Linked DNA regions of Mus musculus: all the other regions are linked to region 2. A link is a contact called in public Hi-C data. All regions are on one chromosome and are shown on one strand. The core of a region is the stretch at or near the end of the contact, and the rest is flanking DNA. Distances in the headings are between cores, read along the strand shown.

Region 1 (3,938 bases), core at 1,086-3,585, 74 kb before region 2:
GGGGAAACACACATATATGAGAGCTCACATGCATATGCAAACATCCATGCTCATACACATGTGCGTGTGCACACACACACACAGACACATACCCACCACAGAGGTGAATACTACACCTCTATATTTCTCTTCTACCCATCAAGTCTCAGCAGCTGAGGTCCTGAAGGGTGGTGCTAGGAGATCAGTCTGATGCCCTTCCCTATGTGAGAATTGCTGGGAATAAAGTTCAGGTCGAAAACACTTTATGTCTGTGTCCTGTGTCCTGTGTCCTTTTGTTAGCAAGAAGAGTGATGCAAAGTCGTTGTCTCCTTCCCCAAAACCACCTGTTAAGCCACACACTTCCATTCCTTCCACTGTTTTTCCTGCAGTCTAGTGACTGTCTGAGCATCAGTCTACACTGGCCCTGGAAGCCAGTCAGGTACACAAGTTCTCCTTACAATGTAGCAACACTTGTTCTGATATGAGCCACCTAATTTGGAGTCCAGGAAACCCCTTCCTCACTTTGACCTGTGGAGTCTACAAATTCAGTCCTGGCGAGCACTGACTCAGCTGCTGTGATCCACTGTTACTGATAGCTCTTCCTCGCAGGAAGTGCTATTGTTCCAGATCTATCCACCCGAGGCCTGCTCATAGGCATTTTATTGAGCCACAGACCTTGTCACTTGACCTACAGATTTATCCTGTAAGTTGTGACCCACAGGTTCAGAACTATTGAGAGCTTTTAATGCTGCGATTCCTCCAGCCAACCTGGTAGCCGCCCAGGGCCATGCCAGATTTATTAAAGTATGAAACACCAGTGTTGGTGGGAAGCCAAGAAACAGGAATTTTCATGCACAGCTGGTAGAAGTGTGAACTGGCCCAGCCTTCCACGAGGCAATCTGGAAATTGTTATCATATTCCTTAGAAATGCACACGGCTTTGAGTCAACTATCCCACTCTTAAGAATTCATCCAGAGAAGACAATCCAAAGCGTGCAGAGATATAAGCAGCAAGATGCTTGGCCTGCTTCACGGTGAACAGCTGGGACACAGACACACCTGTATGTACCCTCCCACACAGGGGATGGTAACAAAAATGAACAGGAGACTAAGGTCTGATGCTCATTGCTTTAAATGGATGGTTGGAGGATGAACATGACTATTAGCTATTTAAAGCCCCTTCTCCCCCTAAAAATAGCTAGAGAGTATAGGAGGAGCATTTTAAAATGGTTCAAAAGCAGTGGAGAATGTATACAGTAATAAAGGCCTGTAGAACTTGGATCAAGCTTGGGGAGGAAAGCTGATGTTAAGCCCAGAGTTTGAGGATGGCTGTTTTGCTTAAGGCATCTGTAGAACTTAGAAGAGATAGCAGAGAGACTAAAAATCTTGGTAATTTTTTCAACAGACTTACAGGGCTGAGGAACCAGAAATTAGATTAAGTGAGCAGCTAAAAACATGGTAAGGATGATACTCATCCCAGCACCACCTCTCACCCTACACATGCCCAGTGCTGGGATGCATTCCTCAAATTCTGTATCCTCTGACAGGAATTGCTCTCTCCATTTTTACACAGTTCTAAGCTTCCTGCCTAGGGAATGGTGTTCCTTACAGTAGATTGGGTCTTTCCACATCAATTAATTTAATGAGGACAATACCCACATCCATCACCATAGGCTAACCCAATGGGAACCGTCTTTCACTGAGACAACCTCTCCCATTCTAGGTTGTCTCTCAAGTCGATAATTAAAGCTAAACACCCGAGTGTTGGATATCCTACAAAGCCAGGACAGGCCCGCCCTGACTTTAGTAAAGAAGGATCCAGCCCAAATGCTAGCAGCGCCATATTGGATGAACTCCAGCTTCAGTTTCCTGAGCCGTATTCAACCAGATGGTCCATAACTCAGTGAGTGCTAAGAGTACGCCAGCTTTCAAAGCTTCCATTCTTGTTATTTTATTTACATATGCAAACAGATGTGTTTTGTACTTTTGAAGACCACCTTTGAGTAGGGGAAGAACGTGCCAAACTGTAAGGACATTCAACACATGTCAGGGTTAATGTACTTACATTAATGGCATGATAAAGAGACAATGGGGGGTATGTTAGTGTGAGAGGAAAAAAGTCTTCCTATGCCTAAGTTAAATGTGAAAAAAATGTAGGAGGTAGGATGAGAAACATGGATGGCAGAGTGATGGTGATTGTAGCTGACTGGTGATTTATTAGAGGAAGGGGCATGTTTACATGAGGTCACAGCTTGTAGGGTGTGGCTCGTTGGCCAGAGCCTTGAGGACAATCATCAAGGTTGTACTTAATTCTGAGCCAAGGAAAGGCATAGGGCCTTATGAGTCCCCTGAGAAATACACAGAAGACGAGCACCATATTGTCTATCCTCCTCCCAGCAAGATGCAGACACTGTGGCTTGCGAGCTCTTCTGTGTCCCCAAGACACAGTTAACACTTACCTCCTAAAATCAGGGTTTGTCCTCTGTGACAGAGCTCTAATCACTTAATCCTTTTCAAATGCAAGAAACATGTATGGGTAGCATGCATCATGGCCATGGGACAGCTTGAGCCACTTAAGAGAAATTCTCAGATCCAAATCATGTACAAAAACATCCTGAGCTTATCTAAAGTTTCAACATTCTCTGGAGAAGCAACAATCTGTATTGTGTTCTCCACAGGGATTCCTGGGGCCATCCAACTCCGATGCTTTAGTCAAATAATCATTTGGCTTCTCTTCTTGCTCCTCAAACTCTACGTTCACCCCCACTAGGCTTTGACCATTCCACACTGTCCACTTAGAGCGACTGTGTTTGGTGCCAAACTCTGCAAGTGAGCCCTTCAGCCTTTAGACCTTCCTTCTCTTACTGACTCATCCCTGTGGCGATCACAGATGCAGTTTTGCTCTCTGTTCCTTTTGTGAGTGAGCTCACAGAGTTTGGACTGAAAGTGAAGAATCAGCATTTTTTTAAACAAAAGTAATTGGTCTTTTATGATATTTTGAATATGATAAACTGGTTTCAGCAAAACAAATGATCCCAAGAAAAAAGACCACAGAGAGATGGAAAGAGTTCACCCCTTGCATGAGGACGCTTAGATAATACATAGGAGGGGTTCAGAAATACAGAAGGGGAGGAGGGGACAAAGAGCCTGAGGTGATCTCCATAAACATCAGACAAGATGATTTATATTCAGTTCTCAAAATGAAACTCCATCAAGCTGAATTATAGCCCACTGTTGGAAAACAACATTTAGAGGGAAAGGCACTGGGCTCTTAGGCTCTCACAGATCACATCCTCACAGTCAGCCTGAACCATTTGCATTTTTTTTTGCTACAGTAAATTCCAGTAAATTGCATTTAATCTTTACTACTTGGGCACAGAGCTAATGATGCCAGAAAAGAAGTGACTTCCAGAGGGGAACAGAGGATCATGGCTTGTAGATCAGTCTGGACATGAAGGAATGAAAACTGTAGGCTAAGAATGGGACAGAGCAAGAATCTGGACGTCTACAAGCATACCCATCCTGAGAAAATAGGATACAGAGCACTAACACAATCCTTTTGGTGTTTGGTGTGTTAACAAATGAGAAATTAATGCTTATGTTGTTTGTTTTTGAGACAGAGTCTTGTGCACCCCAGGCTAGCCTTGAACTTATGATATAGCTGAGGATGGTCTTGAACTTTTAGCCACCCTGTCTCCACTTTCAAAGTTCTGGGATTACAGGCATACACCACAAGGTCTGGCTTATGTGGTACCAGGGATGGGACCCAAGGTTTCTAGAATGTTAGCTAAACATTACATCCCCTGCCCCTGAAGATAGTGTTTTTCCATGTGTAGTGTGAGGCCATCTGTTTCAGTAAGCAGACACTTCTTTCATGAGTAAGTTGGGACGTCCCCTTTTGTCATTAGAAATCATCATCCTTTTGGTGTTGTAGTTGCTCCTGCTGAGCTGTTTGTGTCA
Region 2 (3,494 bases), core at 658-3,157:
GTGTTTGCATTTTCAAACATCCTCAACGACAGGACTTGGGGAACGGACTGAGAGTTGATTCTGAGACTCTTAAGTGTAAACACACCATGAACTTGGAATATTAAACCACAGTCCTTAAACCATTGCAAGTGTGTTGGCCCTACTGCTGGGCTGAAGATGTCTGCCCCATCCTGAGGCAAGGCTCTGTCTGCCGAGGCTGCAGCCTCCCTCCCGATGAAATAACTCCCCACTATTAGCTTTATTTAATAAACATTTGCCTCTAAAAAATATCAGCTGTGCTTGGACTTCTGTTTGTGTGTGTGGAGCACATGCCAAGTTCAAGGCCAATTCAGACATACTTTGAAACTGAGTTTACATGTTTCTAAGTACATTTGCTGTTCAACCTTCAAAGGAAACCGTTTGTACCAAACCCTCTCAAAAACACCTTTGACTGCGGTTTTCACCTGCAGGTCCCAGAGTTTTCTAAATAGTCGTCAGCGTTGTTGCCCTTTTCGCTGATGGTTGATATGTACAATTGTTTAATTTAATCACCAATTCGCCAAGTTGGTCTTTATTGCTGTGTAGGTATTTATGGGAGCTAGAATTTGGTTACATTATGGTAGACAGGCTGGGGGTCGAGGATAACAGTGACAGTTGAGAAATGAAATGTTTCGTGTTGGAAACAGTTGATGATGGGGGGCTAGCTAAATGCCTGATACCTAGAATCACAGAAATAAGAGTTGGAGGCCAAGGTGAATCATTCATTGGTGAACAGCGCCCCTAGCGGCAAAAGGGGCCGGCAGCAAGGGTGACTAGGGAAGCTCCCGAATTTTAAAAAGGCACCTGCTGTGAGTTCTCATTATACAAACAGGATCCACAGGTGCCCGGGCTTTAAGAAGATTCAACTCAGGAAAATACAAGTCTATAAAAACTCCTTTAATGTATGCACTTTTGTTTAACTCTGGAGTGGGTACTCGCGCTACACGAGGTCTTGGTGTAAGCCCTTACTTACCAAGGATGAGCAAGAAAGGGGAATGAGTTCTGTTAAAGTTTGATCCTTACTGACAATTAGCGAGTGAAGCCAGAAATCGCTAAGGGCCACGAAGTCAATTGAAACAAAAAAAAGTAAAGAGCGCTGCAGGTACACCTGTGATGGGAGGCCGCGGGGGGCGTCCTCTGCATCCCCCAGCTGTGTCAGAGCGGGGGTGGAAAGGAAACCTCGTGGGGAGTTGACTCCGAAGCTGGGTGAAGGAACTCACTACCCCACTGGATCAGGAAAACGACCCCACGCACACCCTCCCAGGAGACACGTGTAACTGTCAAGACACTGTGAGCCTTAGGAGCAAATGTCACTCCAAGACATTTCATTCAGACATTAGCTGCCTCAAGGCCCCCAAGCAAAGCGTCTTCTTCTCCCGTGCCACCCCAACCCAACCCCCGGAGTGAGCACCTGGCGGGGGACCAGTGTCAAGGCTCTGGGAGCGCGAGCCAGGGGGGTCCTCAGATGCGCCCTGGGTGCGTTTGCTCTCCCTGTGGCTGTGGCACTCGCGGAGACCCTGACTTGTAGCGAGGTGGCGGGGAGAGGACGCGCAGGCAGCCGCCTGTGCGGGTGACTTACCTCGGGCTGCACGGGGCGCCAGCAGGGCCCCAGCCAGGGCCAGCAGGAGGGCGCGGGCGGGGGGCGCGCGCCGCGCCGGGCGCTCTGCCATTGTCGCCGGCCTGGCGTGCAGCTGCTTCGGGGGCCCCGCGGCCAGCGCTGCAGCATCCCACGCGGGCGCCGAGCTGGGGGAAGTCCTACTGCCCTGAGTCTGCCGCGACCCCCTCGCGCAGCGCCCGGGTCGCTGAGCAGCGAGTCTAGCCTTTCATTTTTTCAAAAAAAAACTTTCTCCCCTCCCCGTGTGTGTGCGTGCGCGCGCGCGCTACTCTGGCACGAGCCGCCCTTGACCGTTGCAATAAATGAGCAGCCTGTCCGAGTTGGCGCCGGGGACCAGCGATCTGAGGGCGGGCCTGTGCAATGGATCCGCGGCCAGCAGTCGCCGTTCTCATTACCACGGAACAAATTAGCGTCTCCCCCGCACCCCGCCTTCCTGCGGCGTCCCGCGGGTCCTAGAGACCGCTCCGGGGTCCCCGACAGCCTGGGTCCTATCCACTCCCGGGGGTGGCTGGATGCAGGATACCCTCAGACCCCTTGTGCGAGCCGCCGCGTAGACCAGCTGTGTGGCGCAAAGGCGCGAGAACGCACACTTCCCAGCCTCAGGATGATGTGGCCGCGGGGCCCGGGGCGCCGGCAGCCAAGAGCACACGCGGCGCCGGGGTCCAGCTTTCCAGACTGAGGCTGGAAAGGATGACTGGGCTGCTAGCTGCTGGCTAGCTGGGAACCGGCGGGACGCGAGGAACAGGTCTGGTATATGGTGCACAGCCAGGCAGCCTGTGGCTGGACGTTCCAAACCGCCAAACCAGTACCTCACACCTCAGAAATAAGATTGAATTTACAGTAGCAGGCACTCGGGCACAGCGTTTTCGCTGTGGTGCTCTGGTTTTGATGCTGATAGATTGGCCAAAGTTTCCTTTCAGTTATCTAGACCCAGGAAAAGGTCCAGATACGTTCCAAACTTCACTGATCTTAAGGGGCACCTGGCTTGGCTGGTTAGAGATGCAAATTGCAGCCGGACTTGGTGATGCATGCCCTTCATCCTAACATTTGGTGGGCTGAGACAAGAGGGTTACTGCAAGTTTGAGGCCAACAAGGGGCTACACCCTGTCTGGTTCAACCTGAGCTACCAAGTGAGATTCTGCCTCAACAAAAAACCAAGATAGTGGGCAAAGCCTGACGGGGAGAGAAAATGCCAATTGCCAGGCAGCCTCCTACATCTTCAGAGTGAGCTGTTCTTCGGGAACACAGCTAGGCTAGCCCCAGTAAAGGGATGGAAGGCCTCACCTCAGGGTTATAGTTGTACCCTTCCCCGCCTTCTCATTGGCCTGACATATTCCTAATCGGACTCTTTGTGTTCCTGAGAACCAAGTGAGAAGCAGCAGGCGACAGACAGACAGACAGACAGACAGACAGACAGACAGACATCTGGAGAATAATGGCCACTGTGGTCCCTAACATGGGAACTTCTTAGAACTTGTAAGGGCTCAAGGGGATGCCACACCCATCCTGGCCAGTGAACCAGAACCCATCTTGGGCCTGGCAGTTTTCAAAGCCTTAGTTGATTACACTGCAGCTGGGGGTCGGGCCAACCACAGAGATTCTGTTCTGGTCCTACAGCTTCCCCTGTTCTGGGTCAGATCTACAGTATGAGGAGAGTCGGGTTGGGGAAGGCTGTGTTCCTGACCACCTCGCTGGAAAGTAGCCTTACTCTCCAGCTGCCTCTCACCAGCAGTGGTCTGCAGTAGTCTCTCACTTCAAAAATGACATAGGACCTTAAAAGTGAGAGGCCTCATATTCAAGTCAGAGCAGGCATCCTTTGAAATCAGCCCAGTCATCCATAGCCACCCTTGTGTGTCCTGGT
Region 3 (3,599 bases), core at 151-2,650, 110 kb before region 2:
AGCAAGGGTGAGGTAGGTGTGCAGGCATTTGTCCAAACTAGTCGAATGTCCAATAATAAACATCGTTATGGAGAGAATGTGCAAGCTAGTTTTCTTCTTGTTATATCAAAGTTTTCTTAAAAAAATTTTTTAAAGAATTTTTAATTCTTCAAAGCTTTTACACTTAACATTTTTCTAACTCTTTTTTCCCTTCTTTCTTTTCTTCTTTCCTTTTTAAAAAAAATGAAAAATGGAAAATTAAATGATTGACTCCTATAGGGTAAAACCCTTGCTTAGATGGAGCCGTTACTAATGTATTGTCACTAACTGAAACTTTATTGACAGAATTGTAGATTAACACACAGTTGTCACGAGGTATCTCTGGCTGGGGAGAGACGAGATGACTCAGCAAGATAAAGGTGCTTGCTACCAAACCTGACATCTGGTTTGACCCCAGAGACTCTTATGTGATTGGGATGTTCTGCCCCACCCCCGTTCCCTGGGACATTTCTGGGGAACAACTTTATCCATGCTGAGATGGGAGGTGGCAGGTCTTGCAAGCGAGGCCTGGTCATAGCTGCTTTCTTGAGACGGGGCAGGACCATTCTGATGCCATTGTGGAAATACATCATAGAACAACTGTGCACTCTGATTGAACATAAATCTGTTTCAAGCTCCCCTTTCCTCTAAGCTGTCCCTGGGAACTCCCCCTCACAAGATATGTTGTTTTGTCAATTTTTCTTTTTTAGGTCAAAAAAGAGAAAAGGAGGGCGTGGGGGCGATGCATACATTATGCTTTGAGTCACCACAGTTTCCTCAGCATTAGGTTTGGCCGCGCTTTTACAACTGGTATCTATCAAAGGGTTTTCATCTGCTTGCCAATGTGTCCTCTGTCCTCATGACTCATGGTGGGGACTCGTTCCTTTCAGCTTAATCTCCACTAGTTTATCATTTCTCTTGTTCCCAGGGGTGTTCCTGGAGGGGGAGCGTGGTGCTGGAACCCAGTGAACTCAGACACAAAGGAATTACCAGATTTCTCTTTGTGTGAAGAAAGGCAGCGAGTGGCTCTGTTCATGAGTGAGCCTGCTTGGAGATTACAATGAGGCATCTGCTTCTTATACAGCAGAGCGGGGCAGGGTTGAGAAACATCTGCCCCAGACAGGTCTTCTGATAGATAGCTCTTGGATTCACTTGGACTGATAACATCCCTTGGGGGTGGGGATGACAGGGTCTCCTCACACGCCATCCTGCTTGTGCTGTGGAGACTCCCTCATGGCAGGACACTGGGAAGAGGAGTGGAGAGCCTGGGATAAACTGTGATAAGACATGGTTCCTGTCAGGCCTGAGCTTGTACAGGCTCTGTGAGAGTAGCCTCTGGAAGGACTGGTAGGTCCTAAGCATTCCTGACTTCTCTTCCCTGGAGAGCTCCCATCCTGTTCCTGGAGACAGGATGTCCTTGAGTCATCACCAGCTCATCTACTCCATGCTGTGCTCAAGCTGAAGATTCAGCCCAGTTCTTGGCCCTGGCCCAGGTCTCCCCTAAGCAGTGCATCCTATCCCCTGACCCCTGCCTTCTTTTCATAAGCTTCCATCTTCAGAATGGGTAAAAAGTTGGACTCTGCAGGTCACAGGTTAGGGTCTGGATCTAGTGCTATCACCTATCAATTGACTCAGTTGGTCATTGTGTCCTCTGGAGAACAGGGACAGCTGTCATATACACTGCACAGAGCTGATGCCAGGGAAAAGCAGACAGTTGGAGAGAAGTGCCGCTGAGCACATCCAGGGCTCCATCGTGGCTGACTGTTTTCTTTAGCATTAGGCCCCGTCTGAAGCCTGGCCCCAGGGATGCTCTTCTTCCCTCCCGCACTCCCTGTGAACAAGGTAACAGAGTCCGCCTGGAGTGATTCTGCTGTGCAGCACTGGTCTGACTTCCCCAGCTTTGTGCCGGGCTGTAGTCCACACTGTCCCGGGGATTCCCATGGAGCATCCGCAGCAGCCACACTCTTTAGGCATAAAGGTCCTCAGCTGTTTTGCAATCATGTTCCCAGGCCACGGTCAAGCTACTTGACACACTGCCATCTCTGGGGAGTACTTTCTCCTTTCTGGAAGGACTCCTTGACATGCTCAGTAACTTCTAACACAGCTTTAAAAGTGTGCCAACTAGAAAAAAAAACAACTGTAAATTAGACACATTTTCTGCACTTTGACTTGAGCTCCGCAAGATACAAATTCATGGGTTCTTGTGTCACATGCTCTTGTCAAGAGTCACTGGCGGCATCAGGAGGAGGCACACACTGAGTGCCTTGATCAGTCTGGGCATTTCTAAAGTCTTGTACCAGCTCTTACTTTATTCCATAGGACCCTCAATGTGGCCTCGTTGGTTGATAGCCCTGAGGCAAGTACTGGGTGGTGGCTGGGGCAGGTTCCTTCTAGAATTACTGAGACAGTATTGGTGGCTAGAAGCTGGCTTAGGCTTGCTTGTAGATGTGAGATGTTGCTCTTTTTTTTTTTTTTTCCAGACAGGGTTTCTCTCTGTGTAGCCTGGCTGTGCTGGAACTCCCTTTGTAGAGCACGTTGGCCTTGTATTTACAGAGGTCCATCTGCCCATGCCTCCAAGTGCTGGGATTAAAGGCATGAACAACCACACCCAGCCTGCTACTTTTTATCCTAAGGAGTTGAAGCAGGTTGGTGACAACTTTGATTGTGTTCTGAGTTCAGTTCATGCTTGTTCTCAGGCTCAGCTTCCTCCTGCCCCTACAACACACAGTTGCCTTCAAAATATAGCCTCTTTATCCCAGAGAGAACTGGCAAAGTCCAGGGAGGTTCTTTCTGCATCAATAGTCTATGTCAGTGGTCACAGTGTTCACTTTTAAAAAGTAAGGGTTCAGGCTTCCAAGAACACTTACATTTAAAATCCCAACAGAAAGTGGGGCTGTCTATGGTAACTGACTCTGCATTTACAAATACCCAAACACATTTGCCTCCAATGCATGGGAAACTTCTCATCATCAGCCCCCCCCCACCCCCAAAGCACATTTCCCATGATGCTGTCTCCTAATATCACAATCTGGCAGTAAGATAACAAGGCAGGCTGAAACTGGTCTATAAGGCACCTGAACCAAAGTGGCAGATATCCCTTTTGGACCTTGGCCAGTCAGTGTGGTGGGGTGGGGATGGAGGTAAGAATTGGTGCAGGCAGGAATGGGGCACCTGACAGAGCATTTATATTCTTCAAGGAAGGGTCCAGTCTCCCACCTCTTCCAACTGGAGGCTGTACTTCTCCTGATCTTCCACAGTGTTTTCACCCTGCTAACTTCAGATCAGCTGGGCGCTCTGAGAAAAAAATGAAGTTCAGGAAAAAGGAGATGAATTGATTTCTCTTCTTAGCATCTAGATGACTGTAGTGAGAATTTTGGAGTTTTGGTTTCTTTGAAAAACATAGAAATAAGAATATGTTTTCATTTTAATCCCAGGTGTGGGATATGGGGCTGCTTCAGATTGTCGGCAGCAGTTGACTATGATTTGCCTAGTGCTCCAGCAGGAATGTGATTTTGCTAGTGACAAGGCACATAGTTTCTGCAATTGCTTGGAATTCTGGGGACTTTTCAGAGGGTATATAA
Region 4 (3,564 bases), core at 685-3,184, 67 kb after region 2:
GTCTTGGAATTGGGGGAATAAAAAGGTGACTTAGTTATTTAATACTATGACTGGGCCTCTTTTATTATTATATACAATTTTAAAATGTTCATTCAGAGCACACGAACTTATAAGAATATTTGCTTTGGGAAAAACATCAAAGTTGACTGATATTGCAAGCAGTTCTGCATGCCCCCCCCCCACATGCACAAAAGATGCATTCAAGTTCAAATTCCCCAAACTGTGACTGAGACCTTCTCTTGACCTTGTCATTGGAAATATGGTCTTTGCAAATATAATCAAGTTAGTATGTGGTCATACTGGGTGGGTGGAATTTAGCTTTGAATAAAAAGAGAAAAATTGGACTCAAGATCACACAGATAGGAAGAAGGTCATGTGAAGACAAAGGCAGAGAGAGCTACAGGGATCACTCACTCGCCAAGGAGCACCAGGGATGGATGGCCAGAAGCCACCACAGCTGGGAGAGAAGTGACATGAATGCTCTACTCTGAGCCTCCAGACAAGACTGGCCCTGCAGGTGCCTTAATTTTGACCCCTGATCTCCAGAACTCTGAGATAATGCATGCCCGTGATCTTAAGCCAGCATGCAAGTAGCAATTTCTTACAGTATGACAGGAAAGTAATGCAGGCATGCAAAGGCCACCCCCCCTCTGATACCGTGGCCCAGCTAGAAGGTCTACCTCAGAAGAGAAGGAGCTCAGCATGGCGCCTGCTACCATCTGGATCCCTAGCATCCTCCTGTGTGTGAAATGCTCAGTCCCCAGGTTCGAGCTGCAGGGAGGTAGCCGCCTCTTTAAGAGACAGGGTAAAGTGGGTGTTCTCAAGCCATTGGAGGTGTGGCCCTTGAAGGAAACGGTGAGACCCTGGTCTCTTCTTCCTTCTCTCATTTGCTTCCTGGTTGCCATGAGATGGACAGCTTTGCTCCCTCCGCTTTGCACGGCTCATTGTGATGCGCTGCCTTGCCAGAAAGCAATGGTGATAACTAGTCATCCGAAACTTCAAAGACCCAGAGCCTAAGTCAACCCCTTTCTCCTTGGAAGTTGATTTGTCTCGGATATTTGTCGTAGTGATATAAAGTTAACAAATACATCACCATCCGGAAGAATTTCCCTCTGGCCATCTGTCTCTGCTTCTTACACAAACCAAAGGCTGAAAACGGAGATCTTCCAAGGTTAGCTTGTGTGTGGCTGCATCTATATTGTGCTTATCTGTTGACATCAGTGTCTATATATAGCCTAACTCTTTTTGACCAAGTGACATCTTTCATACCCAGCATGAGTGAAGGTGCCAAGGGGATACTCCCACTGTGGCTGGCCTCTGGTCTTCACAGTGCCTTGAGATAGCTGTGCCTGAAACAGATGCGCTTTGGCTTTGTTGAGCCAGAGATTAAACAGTCCCCTAGAGAACACACCTAGACCAAGCCTGTGTCTACACCTAGCTTGAAATGCTAGCTAGACACACAGTGTGATGGGCCAGCCCTTTGCCCATCTGCCTGGCTGGCTTTCATTTTTCATCCTTCTGGAATGTGCCATGGGATGGAAGCAACAGGTAACTTGTCAGATCCCTTGAATGGAAACAAGACATTCAACTGTGCTCCTTCTGGGGTCTCTAGAAAGCTCTCCTAAAGTGTTCTGGATGCAGGAAGGAGTCAGGCTACCTAGAAGAGAGTCTAATAGGAACTGATTTCAGAAGCTTTCTTCTCTCTCTCCTTCCCCTTCCTCCTGAGATCTTAGTAAGCTTTGCTAAGCCGCACTTTATTGAATATGCTATTTTCCCCAGAGGACTTCTACTCAGAATCATACTCATGATTTAACATCCTGGGGGCCAAAATATTTTCCTAGGAAAAAAGATCTCATCCCTGTCTTCACAGTCATAAACCAGAGGCTTCTCCAAACCCCCAGATTTTAAGATTTGAGTTGGCAGGCCTTTCATAAGTTTCCTGATGTCCCCAGTCCTTGCCTTCATCTCGTGTTATTCTTGCTAGTTCAAGGGCCTGTTTATGAGGGTCCATGAAAATAAAAAAAAACAAAAACAAAAACAAAACAACTGAGGTCATCTTGCTCTCAGTGATATTCCCAGCCTCCAACGTGGGGCTGGGTGCAGGAAAGGTTCCTGCTAACTCCTTCTCCTATGAGTGAGTGAGTGGGTGGGTGAGTAGGTAAGTGAGTGGGCGAGTGAGTGAGTGGGTGAGTGGGTGGGTGGGTGAGTGAGTGGGTGAGTGGGTGGGTGAGTGAGTGGGTGGGTGAGTGGGTGGGTAGGTGAGTGAGTGGGTGGGTGGGTGAGTGAGTGGGTGGGTGGGTGAGTGGGTGGGTGGGTGAGTGAGTGAGTGAGTGAGTGAGTAAGTGAGTGAGTGAGTACCCTGCCTCTCAGGGTTGTCTTGACCTCAGCCTCACTGTACTGGGCAAGCTGGCCATCCTCCCTCTGAGCTCACAGCAGGAAGAGGTCTCCAGATGACAAATGTTGATGCAGACAAGCTGGAGTCAACTTCTTGCCCCAGGTCTATTTTGCAATCTATAAAGGGCAAGGGAGATCGCTTGCAAGCCTCCATTAGGAGCCAAGAATTTGAACTCGCTATCCTGGCTCCTACAGTGGTGTGGCTCTTTTCCCAGCTACAATGGTGAATTTGTGTCCCAAGTTATTTCTGCTGAGTTGCATGCCCATATGTAACCTCTCAAAATGAGCTGGCTCCCAGAGCCAGCTTCAGGATGCTGAGGTCTGTGCATGCCAGTGGCGTAATTTGGGATCCTCATCCTTTCAGTGAAGGCTCCATGCCTGAGAATGTTTGTCCCCAGTCTGTTCAGGCCTTTAGAGCCACCTGTAGCTTACCACTAAGAGGATGGGGAATGGTGAACTGCTTCTTGTTGGCGCGGACAGGAAGTAGGCTCTGCTTCTGCCCCAGGCTCTCCTTTTGTTGGGTTTTCCTTTGCTGTACCATGCGCTTAAGCTTTTGCAGCCGTTCTTGTGAGCGAGAAATGAACTGAGGTCTATGGACTTCCAGTGCTTCCTGATTGGAACAAAGAACAGACTTTTGTTTTTTAAGAGAAGGGAGACCAGGTAACAATACAGCTATCTGATTTACTCCATGGGATCCAATCAAGATCACAATACTCTATGGCAAAAAGCCACAGTGCAAATATAACCCCTGCCTCCCATGACCATGTGTAAAAATGGTATGGACATATTGATGACAAGGTACTGGAGGTCAATGCTGGCCAGCGCACAGAGCACACTGCATCAGGACCAAGAAATAACTAGCACTGGAGCCACTGGGTACAAACGGCCAACATCTATCTGCCTATTTGTTGATTCATGCTGCCAAACCACTCACTGCTGAGGAACCCAAATCTCAGGGTTCTGTACTTCCATATTCTGAGAGACATGGGTGGGACTCGAAGGCAGGTGCTAGAAATGTGCACACTCATTCCTGCTGGGGTCAGAGTCTTAAGGATACAGGGATTGTGTCCCTGGTGTAGAAAATGGTGCTTTTCAGAGGTCTCTCTGTGGCTAAAGAGAACCACTTCTGGGTAGATAGAGGTAGAAGGCTCTGCTATATACAGAGTTGTT

The links. Hi-C and Micro-C count contacts between places; a contact is called where the count stands out from the background.
Region 1: a contact with region 2 is called in a Hi-C map of uterus. The contact joins the enhancer-like site here to the promoter of Adam12 in region 2. A contact is called at or near these places in 4 of 39 promoter capture datasets (the 3T3-L1 cell line, embryonic stem cells and liver), 5 of 484 Hi-C or Micro-C datasets (liver, muscle stem cells, nephron progenitors and 1 more) and 2 of 9 other capture datasets (adipose tissue and pancreatic islet).
Region 3: a Hi-C map of the N1E-115 cell line shows a contact between it and region 2, with 8 times the contacts expected there. The contact joins the enhancer-like site here to the promoter of Adam12 in region 2. A contact is called at or near these places in 8 of 39 promoter capture datasets (the 3T3-L1 cell line, 3T3-L1-derived adipocytes, cancer-associated fibroblasts and 3 more), 1 of 15 datasets of contacts at CTCF or cohesin (the NIH/3T3 cell line), 21 of 484 Hi-C or Micro-C datasets (the 3T3-L1 cell line, 3T3-L1-derived adipocytes, the N1E-115 cell line and 14 more), 2 of 115 datasets of contacts at active chromatin or transcription factors (embryonic fibroblasts and neural progenitor cells) and 1 of 9 other capture datasets (adipose tissue).
Region 4: a contact with region 2 is called in a Hi-C map of uterus, with 5 times the contacts expected there. The contact joins the enhancer-like site here to the promoter of Adam12 in region 2. A contact is called at or near these places in 12 of 484 Hi-C or Micro-C datasets (cortical neurons, embryonic stem cells, myocytes and 3 more), 1 of 115 datasets of contacts at active chromatin or transcription factors (fibro-adipogenic progenitors) and 3 of 9 other capture datasets (adipose tissue, liver and pancreatic islet).

The regions. Positions count from the first base shown.
Region 1 is chr7:134,148,701-134,152,638 of GRCm38.p6, forward strand. All of the region lies in intron 2 of Adam12 (a disintegrin and metallopeptidase domain 12 (meltrin alpha)), which reads right to left. Among named protein-coding and RNA genes, the nearest start is that of 5830403F22Rik, 44 kb to the right of the region's middle. Within about 2 kb of position 2,336, at least 14 of the 459 cell types and tissues checked have an H3K27ac peak or open chromatin away from gene starts, as enhancers often do. A contact at or near this core is called in uterus, where this site is marked.
Region 2 is chr7:134,223,190-134,226,683 of GRCm38.p6, forward strand. Adam12 (a disintegrin and metallopeptidase domain 12 (meltrin alpha)) reads right to left here and starts at 1,908. Exons shown (of 23, transcript NM_007400.2): 1 at 1,598-1,908. The coding sequence starts at 1,688.
Region 3 is chr7:134,113,636-134,117,234 of GRCm38.p6, forward strand. The region is part of intron 3 of Adam12 (a disintegrin and metallopeptidase domain 12 (meltrin alpha)); the gene reads right to left. Among named protein-coding and RNA genes, the nearest start is that of Gm51501, 63 kb to the left of the region's middle. Within about 2 kb of position 1,401, at least 79 of the 459 cell types and tissues checked have an H3K27ac peak or open chromatin away from gene starts, as enhancers often do. A contact at or near this core is called in 3T3-L1-derived adipocytes, the N1E-115 cell line, the NIH/3T3 cell line and 8 more, where this site is marked.
Region 4 is chr7:134,290,402-134,293,965 of GRCm38.p6, forward strand. It overlaps D7Ertd443e (DNA segment, Chr 7, ERATO Doi 443, expressed), which reads right to left. Exons shown (of 9, transcript NM_001199941.1): 6 at 2,827-3,004. Among named protein-coding and RNA genes, the nearest start is that of Adam12, 67 kb to the left of the region's middle. Within about 2 kb of position 1,935, at least 6 of the 459 cell types and tissues checked have an H3K27ac peak or open chromatin away from gene starts, as enhancers often do. A contact at or near this core is called in uterus, where this site is marked.